Linked DNA regions of Sus scrofa: region 1 is linked to region 2. A link is a contact called in public HiChIP or PLAC-seq data. All regions are on one chromosome and are shown on one strand. The core of a region is the stretch at or near the end of the contact, and the rest is flanking DNA. Distances in the headings are between cores, read along the strand shown. Region 1 holds the start of NUP98 (nuclear pore complex protein Nup98-Nup96). Region 2 holds the start of RRM1 (ribonucleoside-diphosphate reductase large subunit).

What was found. HiChIP or PLAC-seq counts read pairs in DNA pulled down with a chosen protein or histone mark.
Region 1: an H3K27ac HiChIP or PLAC-seq map of alveolar macrophages shows a contact between it and region 2. The contact joins the promoter of NUP98 here to the promoter of RRM1 in region 2. A contact is called at or near these places in 1 of 5 promoter capture datasets (fetal liver) and 1 of 2 datasets of contacts at active chromatin or transcription factors (alveolar macrophages).

Annotation. Positions count from the first base shown.
Region 1 is chr9:6,316,959-6,322,756 of Sscrofa11.1, reverse strand. It overlaps NUP98 (nuclear pore complex protein Nup98-Nup96), which reads right to left and starts at 3,141. Exons shown (of 34, transcript XM_021062427.1): 1 at 2,965-3,141. PGAP2 (post-GPI attachment to proteins factor 2) reads left to right here and starts at 3,458. Exons shown (of 7, transcript XM_021062450.1): 1 at 3,458-3,559.
Region 2 is chr9:6,061,595-6,067,581 of Sscrofa11.1, reverse strand. It overlaps RRM1 (ribonucleoside-diphosphate reductase large subunit), which reads left to right and starts at 2,371. Exons shown (of 20, transcript XM_021062424.1): 1 at 2,371-2,690. The coding sequence starts at 2,672. It also overlaps a transcript of STIM1 not described here.

The sequences.
Region 1 (5,798 bases), core at 1,892-4,391, 250 kb before region 2:
CTGAGAAGTACTGGTTTGATCCCTGGCCCAGGAACTTCCAAACACCTTGGGTGTAGCCATTAAAACAAACACACACACACAAAGAATGGGCCAAATTCTCAAGAAACAATGGTTAGAGGCATACCTTGTCTCTAATACCTATTGTTAAATCTCTAAACTTCTTAGTCTCCTAAGCTTTCAACAAATTGCATAATTACAGATGTGCTCTTTACTGGAAATTAAACATCAGTACTACCACCCTCTACTTTCTAAAGTTAATTGCTATTATGAAAATAATATCCCAGGAGTTTCTGTTGTGGCTCAGGGGTAACAACCCCAACTGTATCCGTGAGGATGTGGGTTCAGTCCCTGGCCTCGCTCAGGTGTTGATCTGGTGTTGCTGTGGCTGTGGTGTAGGCCGGCAGCTGCAGCCCCGATTCAACCCTGTCTGGGAATTTCCATATGCCTTAAAAAACAAGAATAATAATAACAGTATTACAGTAAAGTATATCTTTTCCAAGCTATGAATGTTTCCCTAATATTTGTGCCTATTCTTACCTACCTAAGAGCAAGTGGACATGAAATAAAGTCTGGTATCAAAGAACTGTGTAACCGTGAGCAGTATGGGTTCTCTTATCTGGGACCCGTATTTCAGGAGTACACAAATACTCAGCTACTTTATAGACTATTTTTAAGCTTAACTCCTCCATATTTGTTTATTCAGACAGGCAAGCACACTTACAGGGGGCCTGCTATGCGCCAAGTTATCTGAATATAAAGGTAAGACCACAAATATTTCACCACAATTTAATAAAAAGACACATCTAAAATACAAAATGATTTGTGCTATAAATAGAAGTATCAAACAAGTGTCATGGAAGCTTGCAGTGGAGAGAATGCCAAGAAAGACTTCCCCAGGAGAGGGTGATGTTTGTTGAGAAAATGTCACAGAAGACACCCCATTCACCTCTTAAGAGTTAGGACTACAGTTCTGCGCTCACTTACACACTACTGTTTTTCAGTTTTTGCTTCGTCATCAAAACAAGAGTAAAGTGACAGTCTGACTGATGTGAACAGACCCAAGTGTCAACTAATTCGATTTCAATAAATCTCAATGAAGAGTCAAAAAATAATTCTATCAAAGTATTTCCCAGCACCTCCTTCCTATCCACCTCCTGGTTTTGTTTTTTAAAGATCCAAACTTCTTTCACCAAGAATCCAAACATGCCATCTGTCATGTTAACAAGTGTTTCTTTCTGAATTTATAAGACTCTTACAGGGAATGATCACTGCTCTTTTTCTTTCTTCCAGTTAGATTCTCCTCCGAAAAGTTTAATTTTCTCACCTTTATCTACTACAATTTTCAAATTCAGTAAAAGCTGAGTTCCAAGGTACCAGAAGCACAAAATGACTGCAGTGTACCTTTCTAAATCTTGTCCATATTTCCTGTTTTCTATTCCAATACTGTTGCAGGTCACTAAACTGGACTCTCTTCCGAGTCCCCAGAAGCTGATACTAATAAAAATTTAAGATCTGGAACAGGAAACCAGTCAATAACACGTAGTTTTATTGATTCATTTCCAACATGACATCAGTGACGTTCTTTTTTTGTGTGTGTGTCCTTTTTCGTGTTTTCATGGCCTCAGGGTTGGCATATGGAGGTTCCAGGCCAGGGGTCTAATCAGAGCTGTAGCTGCCGGCCTACGCCACAGCCACACCAACATGGGATCTGAGCCGTGTCTGCGACCTACACCACTGGTTACAGCAACACCGATCCTTAACCCACTGAGCAAGGCCAGGGATCGAACCTGCATCCTCATGGTTCCTAGTCGGATTCGTTAACCACTGAGGCACGACGGGAACTCCATAACAAGTGGCCGCACCTGCGGCATACTCTAGGTCCTGAGCTAGAGGTGGAGCCACAGCCACTGTAGAAGCAACGCTGAGTAGTTATGTTGTGAGCCACAGGGGAAGTCCTTTATTTTTATTTTTGTCATCACTGACATTCTTTAACCAACTTTTTTTCCCCTGCATCTGCGACATGCAGAAGTCCCTGGGCCAGGGATCCAACCCCACAGCAGCATCCTCTGGAGCCACAGCAGTAATAATGCCGGATCCTTCAGCATGTGCCTTACCATGAACAGAGCTGGTAGCAACTCCATCAGAAACGCTACTGAAGACTATGTCTGCTTCTAACTACCCAGGGTCCCCACCTTAACCCCCTCCACCATTCCAAAGGGAGTCCTCAGTACTGGTAGGCTAGAACCCAGGAAGGGTGGTGCAGGAGAAAAATTTCTAGACTGAGTCAGACCTGATAATTGGTTAACTCTGTTTCTTCTCTGAGCCTCAGTTTCTCCACCTAAAAAACTTGCACGTGACTTACGGTAAGGGGATTGGCTTAATTTCTAATGTCCTTATGTCCATAGTAATCCAGACACCTCAGATGTCTCCTCGTCAAGCTTCACAGGGAACACGTGGGAGAACAGAAAATAAGCTTTCACACCATTAAGCCGACCTTAGTTCTCATTGTTTGAAAAAGCTAGAAACTCCCGACCCACTCACCCTCCCCTAGAGCTGCAAATTTCCCCTCGGAGGAACCAAGGCAAATAAAGTCCATCCCTCGCGAGGGTCAGGGAAGTGCTGGGGGAGCCGTATTCAGCGTTTCAGGGCGCTGCCCTCCCAAAGGGCCGGCCCACCTAAACACCGCCGGGCCAATGAATGAGTACAACCAACTGCAGGTTCGTCCCCTCCACGCAGGCTGCAGCGCGGGACCCCTGGGCCCAGACCCCACCGACAGCGACTCCCTCCCGGAGCCCCGAGCGCGGACCTCGGGGCCCCGCCCCCTCCCTCGGGGCCGAAGGTGCGCGCAGGGGCGCGAGACTTCAGCGCAGCGAGGGCCTGGGACGCCCCGCGCACCGGCCCGCCCTGAGGGGAGGAGGAGCCTGCGGGTCCCGGCCACCACCGCCACCCCGGCTCCCGACTTACCGCGGTGCTGTGGGGGAGGGGAAGTGTCAGGAGTGAGGGCCTAGGCCCGTCCGCCACCCGCCGCTCCGAGAGCAGCGCGCGGCCGCCACGAAACCGTCGCCGCCTCCGCCGCCACCACCGACACCGACCGCCGCTCGGGGCGCAGCGCGCAGAGGGCCCGACTGCGTCACACGCCGCCCGCCGTCAGAGGCTCGCTGCGACCGCTCCGCCCCCGCTGTCTTCCCATTGGTAGATGCCGCCGCCACTCTAGGGCCTCCCTGTTACTCATTGGACCACGGGCCTTTTGAAACCGAACGTGAGGGCTGTCTTCGGGAAACTGGGAGAGGGGGAAGAGGAGGGACACAGGAACTAGGGGGAGGAAAGGGGAGGGGCGGTGGGAGGGACCCAGAGTCCCGCCCCTCGTCGCTGTGGTTGGCTGGGAGCGAGTCGTGACGTCACACAGGGCTCCTCGAAGTGGGCTGGTGAGTGGCTACATCGGGCGGGGTTGGGAGAAGAGTGATGACGTTATACCAAGGCTCCGCCCCCTCCTTTGGAGCAGAGAGACTCCGGCGGCTGAGGCTGGGGCCAATCAGAGTGAAGACTCCAGGATGGCATGGTAACTATTCTACCCTTTCCCTGCCCCAGTCAGCCGGAGGTGATGGGAAAGCACCCCAGTCGTCCTGCCCTCATTTCCTGGCCAGACCACGTGCGCAGATGGAGGGCTCTCCTAGGAGGTCTGTCGCGCGTAGTTCACCTGCAGCTGCTCCGAGGCCCCGAAACCGGGCCTCCTTGTCTGCTGACCCATGCTAACCCCAACACTACCGTCCCCTCCTTGTTTCCCTAGAATAGACGTTAGCATTAGAGATGCCATAGGGCATGGCTCAACTTAAGGTTTGGTACAAAGAACAGTTCTGGTACTTGTTTCCCACCTGCACTTTAGGAAGCTCTACTTATTCATAAAGTCCTGGTTGAAATGTTCCCACCTTCTCTGGGATACATTTGCCTATCTCTCCCAGTGAGTTGGGGGTAACGCTTGGGCAGGCCTCTGTTACAGCCTTGTTACTTTGTATTCTGTTATTTACTTTCCTATCTTTTGTGCAGGGCTCTTGAAGGTCAGTTTTATTTTCACACTGGTGTTCCTTTCCTCCAGGGCCTAACTTGCAGCAGAAGCCTGCAAGAGGGTGGGTAGAGTCTGTTCTAGAAAGTAGATCTAGTGACTAAGGGTCCCACATAAAATAGCCGAGACTGTGCTCAGAAAGCAAAACCTTGAGATTTACCACGCGGCCACCCCCTTCTGGGACATTAATAGATTGAAATAGGCGCTGCCCAAAACATACATAAATCACTCTGTGTTTTCAGTGGTGGCAAGGGATTAGTCAAAAAGTGGCGTGGTCCTAAAGATAAAATAATGGGTAAGAGAAACGAAATAAATGTTCAGTAGATGCTTGAGGGGACAGAGAAAGAAATCTATGGATGGTCAAATAGTAAAGCTGAACCTCTGACTCCAGACACCTTCCCCCAACTCCTCCAGCTCCTCCATTCAAACCTCAGTCCCTACCCTCCACCCTCTCTTGCCTGTGCTCTGCATCAGAAAGTCATAAGCTCTCCTCCCTGCCCTCATGGACTCTTGTTTTCTCACCTTCCCCGCCTCAATCCTCAGTCCTTTCAATCCTATGTTTGAGCTTTTCCTCTCCTTATTTATTCCGATGTTCCTAGGCGCGCAGCATAGCTGCACATTAAATGTTTCATGCATGAGTGAGTGAATTTCTCTCTCTCTCTCTTTTTTTTTTTTTTTTTTTTGTCTTTTTGCCATTTCTTGAGCCTCTCCCGCAGCACATGGAGGTTCCCAGGATAGGGGTCTAATAAGAGCTGTAGCTTCCAGCCTACGCCAGAGTCACAGCAACGCGGGATCCAAGCCTCATCTGCGACCTACACCACAGCTCACAGCAACGCCGGATCGCCAACCCACTTAGCAAGGGCAGGGATGGAACCCCCAACCTCATGGTTCCTAGTCGGATTTGTCAACCACTGCACCACGACGGGAACTCCTGAATTACTTTCTTAAGTAGAAGAGAAATATGGGACTTTTGAGTCAGAGGACCCTGGGTTTTAAATCTGAGCCCAATCATGTATTAGCTATATGAGCGTGAGTAAAGTTCTTAACCCCCCTGAACCTTAGTTTCCTTGTCTGTAAAATGGGAGTAATAACTGTACTTGCCTCACAGAGCTGTGAGGATTAAGTGGATAAGGCCCTTGATGTGGTATCTGGTGCACAGCCCTCAGTAAATGCTAGAGAGTGTTTGTATTCCTTAACGATGTTAAGGAATTCCCATTCTAAATATTCTAAGACATGGATTCTGTCCCAGAAAATGAGCTCAGAAATGTGTCAGTCCAGAGTAGTAGTGGCAGGTGTGCAGGAGCCAGTCTTCTTAAGTAGTGTATACCAATGGGCCAGCTGGAGGGGGAGACATCGGACAAGGCGTGCTCCAGGGAGAAATGTCTTGTGACCACGGTGATTTCTAAGTCGAAGGACCTCTTATGAGGTACTCTGGTAGGCATGCGGCCCACGAAAGATTTCTCTGTGGGCCAGGGCTTCCTGGGCCTGCACACTCTTACTCTGCCTAATTCTCATAAGCCCCTTGGATTGCCATCGTCTTCCTTCTTCCCCTCTAAAGCCAAGGAGTTGGGTGCATATTCACAAAAGCTTGATGAGCCAAACACTCTCCGGACATCAGGAGCCCAGAGATGTCCACAGCTCAGTTTTCTGCCCGAGACAGAGCTAAGTGAAATCCAGTTCTGTCCTGGGAGCTCCCAGTCTCTCTCACACATGGCCTGAGATCTCAGTTTGTGCAGCT
Region 2 (5,987 bases), core at 1,122-3,621:
GACACCTGTGCCTCAGATCTCTTCCACCCCATCAGGAGGGTTCTGTTTGCCCCAGACCGGGGCCCAGGACCTGATATTTGAGGTTTGTTCTTTGGGAGAGGGGTGGGCCAGAGGGAACCTTGGTCTGGAGTTCACTCAGGCGTCCGGCGGCCCACAGGGGAGCGAAACCAGTTCCCAGACAACAGGCCACTAGAGGGCTTGGAAGAGAGGCCAGGCTAGGGGCCAGGTCAGGAGAGACTTGTAGCTGGAGGATGAGTGGAAGCCAGAGATGTGGGCTACGAGGCAGTCACCTTCTCTCTCTCTCCTCTCACCCACACCTGCCTCTTTCTCATCCCTGCTCCCCACCCTGCAGGATGGTTTGTCTGTCAGAGGTGCTGCCCAAGTGCTCCCTAGGCATCAAGACTCCTGAGGCTCTGGATAGTCGGCTCCCCTAGTCATGGGAGCCTCAGCCACGACTCAGGGGCTGTCACGGGCCTTGGAGCTGCTGGGCAGCATGTTGTCGCATTTGAACCAAAAGACAGTTTCAAATTGAAAAGTGAAATAATCTGAATTTCCCAAGTGCCTGCACCATGCACTCCCCTTGTCAGAGCCCGTTTTCATGTTACGGCATAGCCTGGGCCAGAGGCTCAGAAGGGACACAGCCAGCTTAGGGAAGGGGTGGCCAAGGAAAATGGTATAGGTCAAGGCGGCTGTGCGACCACCTCCCCCTGCCCTTCCCACCCCCAGACACCTCTCTCCCTCACCTGTTTTTGCTGTGGCTGTAAAGGTATTTCCCCTCTGCCCTACTCCCTGCCATGTCTTTACCCCGGGATCCTGTTTGGGGCCTGGGGTAGGGGTTCCTGGGGCTGGTCTTAGGAGGTGCTGGCTGCAGACTGCCTTGTACCCCCTGGACACCCTCACATGGGTTTTTCTGTGTTATTTCATAAGACTCTTTGAAGTCCAATAAAGCATGTAGGAGATTTTAATCTCTGCTGGCCTTGATTCTCATTGTGTTTTCTGTGCTCTTTGTGGCATAGCAGACAGGATGAAGAGACATTTTGCCTTTGCCAAGGGAAAATGAAACTAATACACTTACCCAAGAGCCCTCTGGGTAGAGCTGCCAGATGAAATACAGGAAGCTCAGATAAACCTGAATTTCAGACAAGTACCTTTTTAGTATAATTATGTCCCACGCACTATTTGGGACACGTTATTTTTATTTGCTAAATCTGGCAACCCTATCTCTTGCCTGTCCTATGGCTTCAGCTGTCCCCTGTGACTCTTAGAATTAGGAGCAAACCATTTGACTGTGCTTCCCAGGTACTGCGTTTTTCACACATTGAAGGTTTGTGGCAAGCAATGCAGTTTTTCTATCAGCATTTGTTCACTTCATGTCTCTGTGTCACATTTGGATGCTTCTTGCGACATTTCAAACCCGCCACGGGAACCAAGTTGATGGCTCGCTCAAGGTTCAGATAGTAATTAACATTTTTTAGCAATAAAGTGTTTATTGAGGTGCGTACATCTTTTTAAAGACATAATGCTATCGCACACTTAATAGACGACGGTGTAATGTAAATATAACTTCCTATGACTTGCAGCATCGTGGCAGTCTCTGTGTTGTGATGGTCTGGAACCAAAATGCTAGTGTCCTCCAGGTATGGCTGTACCTCGTAGGAAGCCTGGACCACGTGGAGAGCAGTAAGAAACCGATGAAAGGATCCAGGGAAGGGATGCCACTTCAGATTTCATAGATGGCAGTTTGCCTAGCCCACAGAAACTTGAGCCTCCTGAGTCACGTCTCCTCCATTCTTCCTCCCCACATTCGGTCTCCAAGTCCTGTCCATGCTCCCTCCGCAAGGCCGTACTGCTGACCCTGTCTCTGCCACCATCCACTAGGTAATTCGAAAAGCAGTACTTTTAGTACTTCTGGTAATTCCAAAAAGCAGCACTAAAAAGGTCAGTGCTCCTGCCCCGCTGAAAACCCCGGCAGGGCTCGTTCCTCTTGCCCAACGCCCTTGGCCTAGCAGGGCTCGCTTCCAACACTGCGCGCTAGGCTCCAGGCGACCTCACAAAAGGTCGTGGGGCTCCCGAATGCCTCCGGCTGCGGAGCTCAGGCCCACGGTGGCAGTCTCGGGTTATCCTAGTGTAACAGTCATCAAGCCGAGAAAAATCCAACCCGAGGGCTTGGTATTTCAAATGTTCCTGAACCGTCTCCACCCACGCAGGGCGTGCCGGCGAGAGGGGCGGGGCCAAGCCTGGCGGGCTCGGCGTGCTACGACCCGCCACAGGGCTCCAATTCGTCTTTGCCCACACTCAACATGGCGGCGACAGAGCGACGTTCCCGCCAGGCGTGCCCACACACGCGCCTTCTCCTGGGCCCTGCCCACACTCAACATGGCGGCTGCGGGACCAGGCCGACTCTTTGGCCGCCGTTACGGGCGGCGTCGCGTAACGTCATCGGAGCTCCGTTGTGCGGCTCCTGCGTCGCGGCTGGCGGGAGCGGGAAGGGGATTCGGATCGCGGTACTCGGCCCTGAGGGGAAAGTGCGCTCTGGCCTGGTTCCTGGCCCTGCACCCGAGCAGCCCCTGGAGCTCTATCTTCCTCCGCGCTCTGCGCCGTCTGGATCCCGCCGACGCTTCGGAGTTGCAGCCGCGTCTCGTATCCGTCAGCACCTCGTCCACCAGCGGCGATGCATGTAATCAAGCGAGGTGAGAGGCCGGCGGATGAGGGACGCGGGCTGCCCGCCCGCCCGCCTCCGCCGTTCCCGCGCTGCCCGCCCCGGCCGCCGCTCGGCTGCTGCCCTTCCTCGGTTTGCCCCCACGCCACCCGGGCCTCGGCTCTGCGCCCCGCGGCTCTGCCCTCCGGCCGCATTTCCCTGGAGTAACCCCTTCCTTTAGCAGGCAGGTGGCCGGGCGCGCGCTGCACTCGCTTCCCCAGCGCGGGCCGCCAGGGACGGATTTTAGCTCCTTTCCGCCCTTGAACAGCCTGAAGCGCGGAGGTTGGCTGACCGACGTAGCAGCCGCCCGGTTTCAGAGGATAGTGAGGCCGGGGCTCGAACCCATAGCCAGCAACGGAGTTTTATTTGAAAGGCTTGGTCACCCGTCGTGCGCGCCGGGGGAGCTAGGAAAGAGGGGGCTCTGCACCCCGCACGGGCGCCTGCCAGCTCGATCTCTCTCGTGGGGCGAAGAGCGCCAGACGCAGGCCCAGGCGTCTCCATGGGGTTCGCCCTTTGTAGGGGATGTGCTGCCAGCGGCCTGAGTCCCAGACGAGTTTGGGGTCGATACTGGCAGGCCTTCCCCTTGATGGGAAGAGCTATGGCATCAGGAGGGCGGCCCAGACAACCTCTGACAGAGGGGGGCCCTCCCTGTGTTTCCTCAACGCTTATTTCCCGTTATGCTCGCTGAGTGCTTGCTTTGTGCCAGCCTTTTGCTTGCTTCTGTGAAATTCATTCCAAAAGGAGACAGCCCTGCCTGGGGAAAGGTTTAATCAGGTTGAAACAACAAGAGCAAAACACACTTGCAGCAGGGAATCATATGGGACAGGTACGAACAAGTTTTGAGTCGACTCCCTCTGCTTCTGTTAAAGCATTGACGTTCTTGCAAACTTGTAGGCACTTAGGAAGTAAATACGGGCGGTTGAAGTGTTCTGTCCGCTAGGCTGTGAGTGTTTCAAAGTCGGGGACTTTATGCCCACACTTCCGCAGAACCTGCCATGAATAGGTGCTCAAAGAGTGGGTGAGAATAATTATTTTATTTATTTATGTAATGTCTTTTCAGGGCCGCACATGGAGGTTCCCAGGCCAGGGGTCCAGTCGGAGATGTAGCTGCCAGCCTGCGCTGCAGCCGCGTGAGATCTGAGCCCGTCTGGGACCTGCACCACAGCTCAGGGCAACGCAGCTCCTTAACCCACTGAGCGAGGTTAGGGATCCCCCCGGAGTCCTCACGGAGAGCAGTCAGATTCGTTAACCACTGAGCTACGAAGGGAACTCCGGGAATAATTACTTTAAAATACAGGATATAATGAGTGATGTGGAAGGCAGGTAGTTGACTTGGTTGTAGCTGGGTGGTTTACAGATGGAGAGGTGCCCAGTGGGGGCCCTTCTTCCTGGCATTAGCATCTTAGAACATCATTCTCTGAATTTCCTGTCTCCCACTTTAGCTGAGGAGATGAAAGACCAAAATACAGGGTGTATTTTTATCAGGTCATTCCTATGAGCGAGGGAGGCTCATTCAGTTTCGTTTTTGATTTTTCTGTTTTTTTTTTTTTTTCTTCATTTTGTGGCTGCAGCCACGGCATATGGACGTTCCCGGGCCAGGGCTTGAATCCCAGCCAGAGCTGCAGCCTACAAATCCCTTAACCCACTGCACTGGGCCAGGGATCAAACCCTGCGCCTCTGCAGCAACCTGAGCCGCTGTAGTTGATTCTTAACCCACTGAGCTGTGGAGGGAACACCAGCATCCAGGTTTTTTAGACCTTAAACATATGGAAGGATGAGGCGCTCTTATGATAAATCTGTAACAGATGATTTGAAAACCTGTAGACATATTTCTGGGGTGAGTAACACCTCTGTGTTGCATTTTTAACCTTTGGGTCCACTTTCAAAGACTGTAGTTTAGGAGGTCCCATCATGCCTCAGTGGAAACAATCAGATTAGCCTCCATGAGTATGCAGGTTTTGTCCCTGGCCTTGCTAAGCGGATTAAGGATCCGGCTTCCCTTGAGCTGTGGTATAAGCTCAGACTCAGCTCCCGTCTTGCTATGGCTGAGGTGTAGGCCAGCAGCTACAGCTCCGGATTCGACTCCTAGCCCGAGAACCGCCATATACCATGGGTGCAGCCCTAAAAAGAAAAAAGAAAGATACTGTAGTTTAAAAAGTACTACCTACAACAAGCTCTAAGAGGCAGATCTTTTTTGTTTTGTCTTTTCTAGGGCTGCACACGCGGCATATGGAGGTTCCCAGGCTAGCGGTCTAATCGGAGCTGCAGCCTCCGCACAGCAACGCCAGATCTGAGCCGCGTCTTCGGCCTACACCACAGCTCACAGCAATGCTGGATCCTTAACCCACTGAGCCAGGCCAGGGATTGAACCCGCAACCTCATGGTTCCTAGTTGGATTCGATTCAACCCCTAGCCTGGGAACCTCCATATGCCGCGGGAGCGGCCCAAGAAATAGCAACAACAACAACAAAAGACAAAAAGACAAAAAAAAAAAAAAAAAAAAACTTGGCTTCCATACTCTCCTGGAGTAATTAATGGTTTTGAATTTACTTCACCCCATGTAAAGAAGTACTTCTTTCTATGTGAAACTCCAGATAATCTTCCAGAGGCAACCTCTTAGTTTTTATTTGGGGGATATGGAAGCAAATACGTGTAGACCCTACCCGGTTAGTCCTTTTACGATTTTGGACTTAGACCCTATTGCTCTTCATTCTCCCCAACAAGAAGTCCTGGCCACCTGAGGTACGTTCTCAATTGTTTGATGCAGAATCAATGAACAATAAGATACCACTAGTAATCCCTCATCGACCGAAGAAGTTATTTTTTCGTGAACACCGACACATTAACTAAAACAGCCCTTCTCTTTCTGACCATCCCTGGGACCCCTTTTCTAGCCGGACTCACGTGTGCAGTGTTTAACTCTGAACAGAGTTAACTGGCCCACTCTGGGCCTGAGCCCTCAATGGTCTACCAACTGGTTAGGCAGACAGGGGCCACCAAGCAGGATTAACAAACTGAGAATTCTGCAGCTGCCAACTTAATCAGGAAACGGACAAAAAGCACAACAGCAAGTGTCTGGACTCACCCTAGAAAGAGGAGGCACACGTAAGGGCCCAAGGATCAGTGATCCACTGGTCTCTGGCCTCCCATCATTCCACTTGGTCATTGTGTTCAACCCACACGCTGATTTTATCAAACCACGGATCCCTGCTTCTCACTGCGTACATCCATCTCTCTCGTCATCCTCTTCTCCCAAACAGGCCTTCCTTCACTTGGTCTCACATCTCTT